Regions from separate parts of the Pan paniscus genome. Here region 1 is linked to region 2. Evidence: chromatin contacts called from public Hi-C data. All regions are on one chromosome and are shown on one strand. The core of a region is the stretch at or near the end of the contact, and the rest is flanking DNA. Distances in the headings are between cores, read along the strand shown. Region 1 overlaps PIK3C2B (phosphatidylinositol-4-phosphate 3-kinase catalytic subunit type 2 beta). Region 2 holds the start of PIK3C2B (phosphatidylinositol-4-phosphate 3-kinase catalytic subunit type 2 beta).

Region 1 (7,152 bases), core at 923-3,422, 40 kb after region 2:
AGTAAAGGCTTTATTCACAGTCACCAAGGCATTGCCTGACAGTCTGCATATCCATCAGGGTGCAAAAACAAACCAGGAGGAAAATCTCTCTAGATCCAGGGGCTCCAGGACTCCAGCAGGGGCTGTGTGCTCTGCAGACAGGGCCAGCACCATAGGCACTGTGATCTGCAGCCGAGTAGCCTGAGGGTTGGGATATCTCAGAAGGGTGGACACGATGATTGCTATCCTCCATCAGCTCACTCTGTCCATCATACAGATCTGGTACAAACCATTACTCTATCCTCTCTGGGGATTCTCAGCTACTCACATTTCAGCCCATTCTGGTCCAGATGAGCGCAGCTGTGAAAAGCCCTTCTTCCAGCTGTGACGAAAAAGGCTATGGCCCTGAAGCTCCCCTCCCTCTTCTTTTTCCCAACAGGATCCCAGTGTCTTGGCTGTGAGGGAAAACCGAGGTAAGGGAACTGCTCTCCATCTTCATCCAGTCGGGCTGCCGAAAACTGCAGTCTCTGCCCAGATTCCTTTTTCTGCCTGGCCCCCTTGATTTATGTGTCGGAGTTCGGCTGGGGGGGGTGTGTGTGTGTGTGTGTGTGTGTGTTCCTATATGAGGTGTGGATACAGCTGGAGAGCACATTTCTTTCCACAAAGTGTTTTCTTATTATTTTTCCTAGTCATTCCTCCTGGTGTCCCTGGGAGATGGTGATGAGGGGGTAGAAGTGTGGGAGTGGGGTGGTGGGGCAGCACTAGCCCTGTGATCCAGATGGGAAGCCTCCCACTTGGGTTGATTGTGATTATTCTCCCAACAGCTCACACTTGCTACCTTTCCGATTTAGAGTGGGCCTTGGGAGAGGATGAGAAAGAATTTTCCCTACGATTTTTCTAGGATTCCCCTGTTGTGCCCTTCAAGCTGAACTTTGCCCTAAGACTGACCTATATCCCTGGGATTCCTTTGTTTTGGTTTTGTTTTTTGTTTTGGCATCCCTGGGATTCTTATGGTGATTCCCAGTCTTTTGGATTTCATAGACCAGTAAAATGTCCCCCAAAGTATTTGGGGGACCAAGAGAGAATTGGCAGCCTTTTACTTGGCCAAACTTTTTTGACTTTTGCTTTTTTGAAGCAACTGACAATAATTATTAACACTGTTTCCTAAAAGAAAGGACATTTTAATGCTAAGTAGCAATACATAAAAATAAGGATTATGTTTAACATTGTATAACTGTCATTTTATGAAAAGCTCATGACATGCTTCTGCTTTTTTCTCATTTCACCGCAGATGGGTGAACTTTGTCACAGCTATTAGAGACGGACTAGCATTTGGGGACCACTGTCTTAGGCCATCCCATTCTAGCCAATGCCATGGCAACAAGGTAGGGCTTGTGGAGGCCTCATGACTTTCCCTTCTGACCCCTTCCCTTGCCAGAGAAGGTCGTGGAAGCCCTGACCGCTGCCATCTTGGACCTAGTGGAGCTGTACTGCAACACATTCAACGCAGACTTCCAGACGGCAGTGCCCGGGAGCCGCAAGCATGACCTGGTCCAGGAGGCCTGCCATTTCGCCAGGTCCCTGGCCTTCACTGTCTATGCCACCCACCGCATCCCCATCATCTGGGCTACCAGGTGAGCCCAGGGCTGAGTAGCCGCTAGGGAGCAAGCTGAGTTTGACCTCCACCAGGGCTTTTTCCTATCTGCATGTAATACCACTGTCCTAAGTCTTAGGATGTGTGGCATTGTGTGACATTGTGGTGCAATGGGGCTGCGGGGGTGAGCCAAGTGCCTGAGGAGGACTTGGGCTGGGGACATCCTAGAGGAGAGAGGAGGTCCCTTAGGAGATGAAGAAGATCCTGTTATTCCCTCTTGGTGCTGGCTGCCTCTGCATCCCTGCCCCCTCCAGATCCAAGACCAGTGGAAGGAGACATGGCAACAGATGGCCGATTCCCAGATAGAGTGCACGCTCCCTGGCCAATGGGAGGGGGTGGGGAGGTGGGATTGACCCTTTGTCTGGGGTTCTCTAGGCCTGCAGGGGTGGGTGGAGGAGGATGTTCTTTTGGTAAAATCCTCAGCGCCTCTGTTGGGTCCCCAGCATCCAAGGCCTGAGGGAATAGGCACTGGGCCCTACCCCGCCCCTGCCGGTCCCCTTTCCCCAACCCCCTTCCCCTTCTCTCTTTGTTCCTCACTTAATGTATTCCTCTGGGCGATTGGCAGAGAACAAAGGAGGCAGCCTGGGAAACCGGGGCCTTCTCTGACCTCTTCTGTCAGGCACCTGTCATGAGCCACAGGGACCCCCGTGTGTTGGCATTCATGTCGGCATATGTCGTCTTCCTCCCCCACCCTTCTCACTTGCGCATGCACGTGCACGCACACACACGCACGCACACACAGACGCTCCATGGGCTGGAGCTTTCTATAAAGAGGCTGGGTGGCCGGTTCCCATTAAAGAAAGAAAAACAACAAGACTCAGAATGGAGCCTAAAACCGAGCAGAGGAATCTAGATTGAGTTGCTTTGGCCTGAGCACATTTCCTTACATCCAGTTTGGCTGTCCTATCCGGAGATCCCGTGTTACAGCCCTCAGAGACTGAGAGTTTTACCAGGGGAAATGGATTTTGGCCTTAGAGGGACGCATAGGTTTGGGTGATTGGTTTTGGGAGCTGGGTGTCCTGACCTGCTCCCTTTCTTTTATAGCTATGAAGATTTCTACCTCTCCTGCTCCCTCAGCCACGGCGGCAAGGAGCTGTGCAGCCCCCTGCAGACCCGAAGAGCTCACTTCTCCAAGTACCTCTTCCACCTCATCGTCTGGGACCAGCAGTAAGCCCTTCCCCCAGGCTTCAGTGCCCAGGCCACTGTAGACCTGCTCAGCCTCTGAAATATCCCTGGGGCCAGATAACTAGTCCAGGACTAATGATAAAACCAGGCTCCTTGTTAACCCTAACTGGACAAGTCATTCAACCTTTTGAGTCTCCACTTCCCTGACTCATTTTTTTTTTTTTTTGAGAGGCAGCCTCGCTTTGTTGCCCAAGCTGGAGTGCAGTGGTGCGATCTCGGCTCACTGCAAGCTCCGCCTCCTGGGTTCACGCCATTCTCCTGTCTCAGCCTCCCGAGTAGCTGGGACTACAGGCGCCTGCCACCACGCCCAGCTAATTTTTTGTATTTTTAGCAGACATGGGGTTTCCATGTGTTAGCTAGGATGGTCTCGATCTCCTGACCTCGTGATCTGCCCGCCTCAGCCTCCCAGAGTGCTGGGATTACAGGTGTGAGCCACCGCGCCTGGCCTCCACTTCCCTGACTCTTAAAGGAGCCAAGTATAATTACCACTTCTCAAGTTGTCATGAGGATCCAATGAGAAGTATCTATAAAGGCTCTTTATAAACCATAAAAAACATATAAATTTTAGTTGTTGACCAGGCGCGGTAGCTTACGCCTGTAATCCCAGCACTTTGGGAGGCCGAGGTGGGCAGATCACCTGAGGCAGGGAGTTCAAGACCAGCCTGACCAACATGGAGAAACCTCGTCTCTACTAAAAAAAATACAAAATAGCCGGGCATGGTGGCGCATGCCTGTAATCCCAGCTACTAGGGAGGCTGAGGCAGGAGAATCGCTTGAACCCGGGAGGTGGAGGTTGTAGTGAGCTGAGATCATGCCATTGCACTCCAGCCTGGGCAACAAGAGCGAAATTCTGTCTCAAAAAAAAAAAAAATTAAATGTTAGTTGTTAATTTTAATAATACTTTATTTTTTGATCTTGTCTCCCTTAAAGAGTTTAACTAGTTGGAGGGCTTCTCATCCTCTCCCTTCTTCCCTCAGTTCCTGTAGACTATGGAGAGGAGACTGTGCTTTTTCCTTTATATATAGAGAAGGGAGGGTTGTCTAGAGAAAGAATATTGAGCTTGGATTCCCAGGAGTGAGCCTCTATTTCTAGCTCTGTCTCGAATACTACTTTCTCTCTATTCTTTCTGTGCCTCATTTTTTCAAACTGAGAAATGGGGACATTTGTTTCACTCAGAGGCAGTTATGGCATCGAGATGAGATAGGTGGGTTATAAATATAAATATGAAACCAAAAGCACAAGGTAGTATTAATCACCACATGTAAACAATAATTTGGTGTCGGGAAGGTAGGCGTCAGCCAAGCAAAGCAGGAAGGAAACGGAGGAGAGGGTGCCTTGCTTGAATGGGGGCACCGCAGGGGTTTTCCTGCCCTGTGCTTCATCTGTGCTATGCTCTACCTTCCTTCCAGTCAGTCAGAAAATCCCCTGTTTGCTGCCCCCAGCTTTGCTTCCCCACACTGACTATATTAGAGTCCTCATTTGCAGAGCAGCACTGCAAGCTAAGTATTTGGAGCACAGATTAAAGAGACTGAGGAGGGTCCTGGGGAGGCCGAGGATGCAAAATAGGTAGATGAAGAATCTGGAGATGCTGGAAGAGGTGGGTCCTTTTACAGATGGACAACTGGGAAAATGGACCCTTTCTCATGCCCTTCACACTTAGGTAATTCTTAGAGCAATAAAGGTGTATATGGCTGGGCACGATGGCTCACACCTGTAGTCTCACCGTACTTTGGGAGGACAAGGCGGGATAATCACTTGAGCTCAGGAATTTGAGACCAGCCTGGGCAACACAAAGAGGCCTTATCTCTACTAGAAAATTATTTTAAATGAGCTGAGTGTGGTGGCGTGCATCTGTAGTCCTAGCTACTTAAGAGGCTGAGGTGGGAGAGTCACTTGAGCCTGGGAGGTCGAGGCTGCAGTGAGCCATGATCACACCACTGCACTCTAGCCTGGGCAACAGAGTGAGACCCTATCTTAAAAAAAAAAAAAAAAAAAGGACATGGGGTGTGCATTAAAGGTCCTTAAGCAAACAACTGCCAGGACAGGAGAAACTCCTTGCAGGCAGAGGATAGCTGCATTAAATGGCCCTTGAGTTCCACCATTCCCTTGGGATTTTTTGGTCACAATTATTGCTGCTGTCAAGAGAAGGGGTGCCAGCCTGGGCAACAAGGGAGACCCAATCTCTACAAAAAATACAAAAAATTAGCTAAGTGTGGTGGCATACACCTGTGGTCCCAGCTACTTAGGAGGCTGAGGTGGGAGAATCACTTGAGCCTGGGAGGTCAAGGCTGCAGTGAGTATCCAGCCTTGGCAACAGAGCAAGACCCTGTCTCAAAAAAAAAAAAAAAAGGGGTGCTGCACAGTGTTCTGGCCCAGGAGGAACTTTAAAAAATTGGCCTTAAACCCTTTTCTCATACAGTATCAGAGGTAGAGAGGCAGCCCAGCCTGCCCCATGAGTTTCATTTTGTTCCCTGAGATCCCTACCTTGAATTTTAAAGGGGCAGTCCCCTGCCTAGAGCCTTGTGAAGGGCACTATCTTGCACTGTCCATCCAGAAGCCCCGAATGAGACTTCTTGGCCCTTCATGGTCAAGACCAGGACATTTGGGGGAAGGCGTGCCAGCGTTCAGAGGACAGTCTTTGGGCCAGTCATTCTCTCCTTCCTACCGTAGTTGCAGCCTGGGGCAGGTCTTTCAACCTAGAATGGTAGCGATAATAGGGCCTACCCTACAGGATTGTTTGAGGAGCAGTTAGGACACTGTAAATAAAGTACTTGGCACAGGCTTCTCAGCTGGGGAGCCCTCTTGGTTTTGGTTTCTCTGTTCCAAGTGACTGACAGACTGGCTGATACATGGGGATACGTGCGCATGAAAATACTATCTGTATAAGCCAGTGCCAGTGCAGTAACCACAGCATCACATAGCAAAAAGTACACAGTCTGCACACACATCATGCAAGTGAAGCTATGTTCCCCTTTTCCCTGATGAGAAACTGAGGCACAGAGATGGGAATTAAGTTGCCCAGGATTGTGAGTGGCAGAACCAGGACTGGAGCCAACCAGCACATTCCAGGAATCCTTCCTGGAGGAGGCAGCCTGTGTGATATGATGTTGTTGAATGGGCTGCAGGAAGGAGAGGGGTTTCTCAGGGAGGAAGGTAAGGGCTGCAGCCAACATAATCGTTATCCTGACCAGCCCTGGGTGAAGATCTGTGGGAGAGGTTGTGGAATACCAGATATACCCAAGGACTGAAGGGAAGAGGGCCTTGGCTGGCTCTGGTTTCACTCATAAAGTCTTCTCACTCCCCTTTTCCTTAAGATACGAAGCTGGAAGCTTCTTCCTTGGGTGAAAAGAAAGGCTCAGGACCAGCTCCCTCTCCCCTTTGCTATGGGGTCAGCTGATTCTCTGCCCCACTGTAGCGGTCCAGGGATCAGCTAACTCTCAAAATAGGCTCAGCAGCCATGCTTTGTCACCTCCAGCCAAGCCCTGGCCTGGCATGTCTGCTGGCTGCTGGAGGGGCCCTAATTATAGCTGTGGGCCCCCAGGGTAGAGGCAGCTGGGACAGAGCAGGGCTCTGCCAGTCTGTGGTGGGCTGGAGGGAGTGCCTCAGTTAGGTGGAGATTCCTCTGGAGGACAGCGGTGGAGGCAGGCTGCTTTATCATGAAACTGCCAACCTTGGGGGTGGCCGCCCTGCCCCTGCGCCCTCTGGCATAGAAGTTGCTGGGCCCTGGGCTGGCCAGGAGGGTGTGACAGTATGGACTTTGGCCCAGGGACAGCTTCCCCGAAAGGTAACGTGGGTCCTCCCTGCCTTTCCACAGCTCCCCTCCCCTGTGTACTTCACCCCACCCAGCAGTTCCTTATCCTGAGCTTAGAGGGAGTGGCTAGGTGTGATTCAGACTGAGGGACCTGGAGAGAACTTATGGGCTTGAATAGTGGTGGGGCTTATGTGTCTCAGTTCTCTTGGCCCTGCCATTGGCTTTCTCACCACTGGGGGACTTGGAGAAACCCCTCCTCTTTGTCCCTTTGGCTTTGAATCTGTTTGGGGGTGGGGGTGAGAAAAACCCACTGTGTGTCCCTGGGGCTAGGTGAAGGGGACTCCTATGAGGACAAGTGAGAGGGCTGTGGGGGAGGGTGAACCGAGGGCAGAGAACATGGTGCTTCTTCCTGGTGGCTCTCAGCAGCAAGAAGTGGGGGAGGGATGGGGACTGTCAAATGGAAAAGGAGGACAAAAGGAGTAGCTTTGCGGACCCTCTGCGGAAATCCTAAAACAAGGAAAGGAGCAAGGCTGACAACATGGGACGTGTCATCACCTGAACTCCGAGGTGGCTCTGCTAAGCA
Region 2 (6,978 bases), core at 3,205-5,704:
TCTAGGGCAGGATCTGTTTTTTGACCTTTCCAGTTTCTAGAGGCCATTCACCCCTTCCAGCTCAGGACCTCCATGCTTCAACTTTCAAGCCAGCAATGTTGCATTTTTCCAACCAGTCTTGCGTCATCACATCTCTCCCTGACTTCAGCTAGGAAAGGTTTGCAGCTTTTAAGGACTGACGTAATTAGATTGGGCCCACCTGGATAATCCAGGCTAATCTTCCACTCCCAAGGGCCTTAACTTAATCACATCCGTAAAATTCTTTTGCCTTGTAAAATAATGCAGCCATTGGTTCCAGGGATTAGGAAGTGGACATTTCCTCCTTTGGGAGGCCATTATTCTGCCTACCATGTAGAGAGACAGCTGCATAAAAGGAAGCGGGTAGAGGTGGGGATTGAAGGTAGGAGGCCCTTTCCAGGAAACCGTGTGGAAGGGCCGTTAGGTGAGAATATTGTGCATTCTAGGAACTGTAGGGAGTTTCGTAAGGCCCAAGTATGAAGTTTACATTGGAATGTGGGAGGCTATTCATTCAATACATATTTATTGAATACTATGTGGTGGGTGCAGTTTGGGAGATGCAGGGATGCACAAGACAAAGTCCTTGTTCTCTGAGGCTAGAATGAAAAGCAAGGGATGACTGTGAGAGAATTCAGAGTTTCCTTAGGAGATTGGACTTTAAGAGTTAGAGAAAGTCATGCATTAATTCATCTGCCAAAAATTTTGTGAGCACAAGTGCCAGGCATTGTTCTAGGCTCTGAGAATACAGATGTTTAAAAACCAAAGTCAAAAAATGCCATGTCCTACATGTTAGTTGATTTTAAGCAGGAGAAGCAGATGTTTGCTTTGGAAACATCACCCTGGCTGGGTTACTTGAGAAAAGATTGGAAGGGGAATAAGACTAGAGGTAGCTCAGTCCCTTTCCTCCCGCTTCTTGAAGATTCACAGCCTTTGCTGAGCTTCACTTCCGTCCTTGAGGACTTCCTCTTTTGTCAGGAGCCCTCTTTTCCTTTTATGCCTCTACTGTACCTATCTTGGAAACCTGACCTCATGTTCTACACCTGGGCTTCCAAGTGCTGCAGAAGAAAATGATGAAAACATTCGGATGTTTTTATTCATAGCCACAACATATTAGAGTATCCAATGCCAGCTGTATCTTCAACTCTGCTGACAATTCTCTCTCTCTCTCCTCTCTCTGGAGCTACCACTCTCATTCCTTATTCCTTTCTATTTTAACCTTAACCACTTTTTTTTTTTTGAGATGGAGTTTCACTCTTGTTGCCCAGCCTGGAGTACAATGGCGTGATCTCGGCTCACCGCAACCTCTGCCTCCCTGGTTCAAGCGATTCTCCTGCCTTAGCCTCCCGAGTAGCTGGTATTACAGGCATGCGCCACCACGCCCAGCTATTTTTGTATCTTTAGTAGAGACGGGGTTTCTCCATGTTGGTCAGGCTAGTCTGGAACTCCCGACCTTAGGTGATGCGTCCACCTCGGCCTCCCAAAGTTCTGGGATTATAGGCATGAGCCACCGTGCCCAGCAACCTTAACCACTTTCTTTAAGCCTTTAACCTCATCTTGAGCCTTTCTCTCTCAGCAGATTGCTTAGAGACTACAAGGCAGCAACTAGTCCTCTCAACATCTAGTCTCAAGTTCTAGTCTCTTTACCAGTCTACAGATGCCTCTGCTTTTGTACAGCCTTCCTCTCAAAGATATCAGAGGCAGCTCCACCCCACATACCTGGGTCCCAACTCCCTCCTATTCATGATCTCGCTCTCCTTGGTCTTACTCTTCAGCATATGAACATGCTTAAGCCTTTCTTATCCTAAAAAGAAAAAACAAAAGTCTCCCCTTTGATCCTGCATTCCCCTCTACCCACTGCCTTATATTTCTCCTTGTCTTAAATCGCCAAGCCTCTAGAAAAAGCATGTCTCTTTTATTCTAGATCCAGGTTCATTCATTCACTTAGTGACCAATAATTTGTTGAGCACCAGCTTTGAATCAGGGAATGAATTAGGCCTAGAATCCACTGGAGGCATTTTCCAGCCTACCCTCCTGGAGGTTCCTGCTGCACTGGTTATCCAGTCGTTCTCTTCTGAGATTCTCCCACCCTAGTTTCTGACACTCTGTGGCCTCCAGTTTTTCTCTTACCTCTCTGGTTGTTTCTTCTTTCCTCCTTATGCCCATCTGGACGACCTCATACAGGCTTATAACTTCACTGACTACTCATAACCTACAGAATCCAAAGCTGCTATCACTTGTCCACACCCCAATATGAGTTTAGTTTCATAAGTTTGCTGTCTACTAGACATCCCCATCTAGACATTCCACAGATACCTCAAACCCAACATGTTCAAAATTAAGCTCAAGATCTCTCTGCCAACACCTGGGCCCTGTCTTACTAATTGTCCCTAACTTAGGGAATGGTACCACCTGCCAACAATTTCTAAGGCTTCGAATGGGGAGTAATTCCAGAGTCCTCCTCTTCCCTAATTTCCTACATTTTATATATTTATCAAATACTATTGATTTCTCTTCATAAGTATCTTTTGTATCTGCTCCGTTTTTTTCATCCCCACTGCCACAGCTCTGGCACAGTTTTGAGATTCCCTGATTTCCCACCTGGAACGTAGCCATGGTTTCTCTGTTGAGCTCCCAGGCTGCACTCCTGACTTGTGTTACTAGGTCCTGGCAGAAAGCAAATGGCACACTGCACTTGAGGGGTAATTTGAGGAGAGGTTAAAAAATAAGGAGACAATTTATAAAGGGTCGGCGGAGTACAGGAAAATCACAAGAAATAGTGTACAATCTACTAGGGCCAGTAGCAAATCAATGTTTCCACCCCCAGGCCCGAAAAGTCAAAGGAGGGGAGTGATTACCTGAATCAAGAGAGAGGAAGGGGGCTGGCACTGTGGCTCACGCCTGTAATACCAGCACTTTGGGAGGCTGAGGAGGGTGGATCATGAGGTCAGGAGATTGAGACCATCCTGGCTAACAAAGTGAAACACTGTCTCTACTAAAAATACAAAAAAAATTTGGCCGGGCATGGTGGCATGCGCCTGTAGTCCCAGCTACTCAGGAGGCTGAGGCAGGAGAATCGCTTGAACCCGGGAGGCAGAGGTTGCAGTAAGCCACTGCACTCCAGCCTGGGCAATAGAGTGAGACTCGGTCTCAAGAAAAAGAAAAAAAGAAAAACAAAAGAGAGAGGGAGGGGAGAGAGAACCACCCGTGGAAGCTGTGATCTTTGGTTGAGGGTGGCAGCCAGTGCACTGTGACCCCAAAGAGAGGAATCCTGAAGAATAAATATCCAGTTTCCCCTGACCTCCCTCCTTATTCAATCTTCAGCCATGGCTCCCATTGGCCAACCCAGTCTAGGAAGCCAGAGGGCCAGGAAGATCTGGAGGGGCAAATGGAAGACATGCAGTGCATCTTCCAAATCCTTCTCTATAATATGCCAGGAAGTCTTTTTCTGGTCACACTACTTCCCAGCTCCATTTGTGCACAGCAGGTTCTCTGTCACCTACAGCACCTAAACTTTTTGGCATGCCCTGGTTTCTCTTTATTCAATTTTTTCCTTACCAAAATGCATGATAAAGCCTGTGATCTGATCCTCCACTCAGCTACCCATGCCTACTTCCTGTTAGTTCTTTCCTTCAGACTTTTCACCCTAGCAGCATAGAACCACCAGTGGTAGCCGGGCACGGTGGCTCACGCCTGTAATCCCAGCACTTTGGGAGGCCGAGGTGGGTGGAACACAAGGTCAGGAGATCGAGACCATCCTGGCTAACATGGTGAAACCCCGTCTCTACTAAAAATACAAAAAAAAAAAAAAAAAAAAGAAAAAATTAGCTGGGCATAGTGGCGGGCGCCTGTAGTCCCAGCTACTCCAGAGGCTGAGCCAGAAGAATGGCGTGAACCCGGGAGGCAGAGCTTGCAGCGAGCCGAGATCACGCCACTGCACTCCAGCCTGGGCGACAGAGCGAGACTCCGTCTCAAAAAAAAAAAAAAAAAAAAAAGAACCACCAGTGGCCCCTGTAACACTCTGTTCTCTCAGGCTCCTGAGCTTGACCTGATGACAGACACAGAGTAAGCTGTCATAAATATATGTATGGTGAACAAGTGCACGGACACGTTTTTTAACCCCTGTGGCTCCTGAGATCAGGAGTAGCATCATATACATTATGACATATGTGCAGACCAAGCTGCCTTCAGTTAATTATCAAGATGTTTCACCTACATTCTCTCCTTTGATCATTACGAAAGCGTGACAGGTGAGGACGCTATTCTTGATATTCAGAGGGTGAAGTGGACTACTGAAAGTCACAAGCATTGGGTACAGAAGGCACTGTAGGATCAGAAACGGGAGTGATCCCTTTCCTCCCCATCATAAGAGTCACAGCCGACACTTCTATAACAAAAGACAAGTTAACAAGAGAAAAGCACAACAAATTTATTTAATCATGGCTTTACTTGAGAGGCTGAGGACCAGGTGTTAATCTTCATAGTCTGTCGAGAAAGAAAGAAGAAATGAGGGCAGTGGAGGAAAACACGATTCACGTTTTTAGGAAAATATACTTTGAGATTAGTGATCGTTGGTACTATGCAAACCAAATGCAAACGAGGAGCTGGCCAACTCATGGTTTCTTTTGGGTGGAGCCTTTAGGAAAATTCTTCCAGACACCACTGCTGGAAGAAAGGTATTTAGAGTAGAAAATTTAAATATAACATATTGTATGAAAGGTTTGTTTTTTTTTTAAATTTTTTTTCTCACTACCCTAGTTGGGTTGGAGGATCCTCTATCTCCCCTCCCTACTTAGGTTGACTGCTGTTTCCTCGATCGCAGCTCGGAAGATCCACCTGGGCGAATACAAAAACAAACGAGACTCCCCTTCCAGAAAGGGAGGAAGGAAGGAGACAGAAAGACGAATGACACTGAGCGTGTAAAGCCCGGAGACAGCCTCTCTCTACCCCAACCTAACCCTCAAGGTAGGGGATCCCCCGAACATCGCTACCGTAATTATGGTAGAAATTCCTGAAACGGATAACTGGACCTCAGCACCGTCATTTCTAGCAGAATGATTGCGCTTTCCTCTGACCCAAAGCCAAGGGGTTCCAGCAGGGGAAACTAACGACCATCCGCAAAAACCCTCACCCAAGTGGGGAGTGGAAATCCCGGCTCTTGGGTTGCAGAGCACAACTTGACGCCAGCGCGTTTCTCTTCCCCCACGCAATGGCAAGTGGGGCGGGAGTCGGAGGGCAGAGGAGGAGAGGAGAAGAGAAGAGGAGGGGGAAGGGGAGGGGAGAGGCGAAGGGCGGCCCGGGTTCCAGCAGCCGCCCCGCCCTCCGGCTCGCGGCGGATTCGGCGCTGCGGCTGGAGCCGGCAGCCTGGTGCCTGCCTGTCCAGGCAGGGTCTGGCCGAGCGTCGCGTCGCCGTGCAGTGCGCCGGGTGTCCGGGAGATGGCTTCCCCTCTCTCGCCTGCTGCTCCCGCTATTGTCTCACCCGGGGTGGCCTGACTCTGCGAGCTCGCGCACGCTCTCGGCGGAGAGCACCCCTCCCCACCCCCACAAGCTGGTCCTTGCGCCCTTTGCTGCCTCTCCCTCTGCCCCTTGGAGCCTAGGGTCTGTGCGGAGCCTGGAGAGGGGAGCGGCCCGGGAGCAGGCGGCGTGCGGCCGGCCAGCTCCTCTCGCGCTGGTGCAAGAGGCGCCTGGAGCCGCAGAGCGAGCCCGGGAGGCGCGGAGCGAGCAGCCCACGTCGCCAGGCACAAGACACGTCGGATGTTGCAGCAGAGCCAGCAGCTAGCGCAGGTAGGACACGCATCCTGCGGGTTGCATCGGCCCCAGCGTCTGTAAAGTGCCCCCAGAGTGGAGGAAGCCGAGGTCAGGGGGCTCTCCCTCCAACATGGCAACAGCGGAGGTGCAACAATGGAAGCAGCCGAGGGTTCCTGGCGGCGGGCTGAGCGGCGGACGCCGTGGGAGCCTGAGCTCCTGCCCGCCGGGCAGAGCAGGTTGCCCCTCACCCCACTCCACTCCACTCCAGCAGCTTCAGGGCCTCTGGGGCTCCAGGCACCCGCGTCTCCACCCCCTTCTCGCTAAACACACTTCCTGGCTCCCAGCTGCAGGGCGATCTGAACCAGTCAATGGCTTTGGGGTTTGTTTATTTAAGATAAGAAATAAAAAAAGCAAAACCTGTCCTGTGATGGGGTTAGTGCCTTCTGTGGACTGGGTGAGAAGTCAGCATCTAGCCTGGGGAATGTGTACGTTTCTTAGTCGGGCGGAGGGTAGAATTGGATTCTCCCTTATAAGGATACTGCAGCAAAAGGAGACTGAAAGCTTGAAAGAGGGAGAGGGACCCTCAGGCCTGAGTTCGCCGGTGCTGGGAGAAGGCGCTGCTCTCCTGGCCTATACTTGTCCCTCATTTTCAGCTCCCGACAGCGGTGACTTTGATGTTGGAGGAGCAATCGCAGCAGGAAGCACAAGCAAGGCTGCCAAGCTGGTGTGGGGTGGAGTAGGGTGGGGAGCCCAGGGGCTTGGCAGGCTTCTGGATTGTGGGAAGAGGTTACCAAATGTATGAGGTTAGTGCACACACCCTAGTTGGCTGATGTTGAAGTGTGTGTGTGTGTGTGTGTGTTTTCTGCCATTGCTCTTGCTCCTTCAGGCCTGCCTTTTCTCCATCTCCACCCGCTTCTGGGGTCTTCGTAGCTTCCCCGCCCCAGCCCTTCCAATCATGCCTGGGATGGAATCGCTGTATTGTCTCTGGCAGCCCTCTTGGGCTGTTTTTTCTCAACTCTGTTGGAGAGTTTTGTACCCTGGGCTGGCTGGTCCCAGCATGGCACCAGATTCTTTAGCAGGCGGCTACCCGGGCTCCAAGAAGTGGGCCAATGCTGCCCCTCCTCCTTGCTCTAAACTACCTATTTGGGATATGGCCAGGCAGATGTAAGCAATTTGTACTAAATTCCAACCCTGAATCAGTGCTGAATGAAAACT

Evidence for each region. Hi-C and Micro-C count contacts between places; a contact is called where the count stands out from the background.
Region 1: a contact with region 2 is called in a Hi-C map of induced pluripotent stem cells, with 4 times the contacts expected there. The contact joins the enhancer-like site here to the promoter of PIK3C2B in region 2. A contact is called at or near these places in 3 of 3 Hi-C or Micro-C datasets (fibroblasts, induced pluripotent stem cells and lymphocytes).

The regions. Positions count from the first base shown.
Region 1 is chr1:44,919,584-44,926,735 of NHGRI_mPanPan1-v2.0_pri, forward strand. It overlaps PIK3C2B (phosphatidylinositol-4-phosphate 3-kinase catalytic subunit type 2 beta), which reads left to right. Exons shown (of 33, transcript XM_008976576.4): 10 at 419-452; 11 at 1,418-1,613; 12 at 2,678-2,800. Among named protein-coding and RNA genes, the nearest start is that of PIK3C2B, 41 kb to the left of the region's middle. Within about 2 kb of position 2,173, at least 1 of the 2 cell types and tissues checked has open chromatin away from gene starts, as enhancers often do.
Region 2 is chr1:44,877,681-44,884,658 of NHGRI_mPanPan1-v2.0_pri, forward strand. PIK3C2B (phosphatidylinositol-4-phosphate 3-kinase catalytic subunit type 2 beta) reads left to right here and starts at 4,455. Exons shown (of 33, transcript XM_008976576.4): 1 at 4,455-5,799.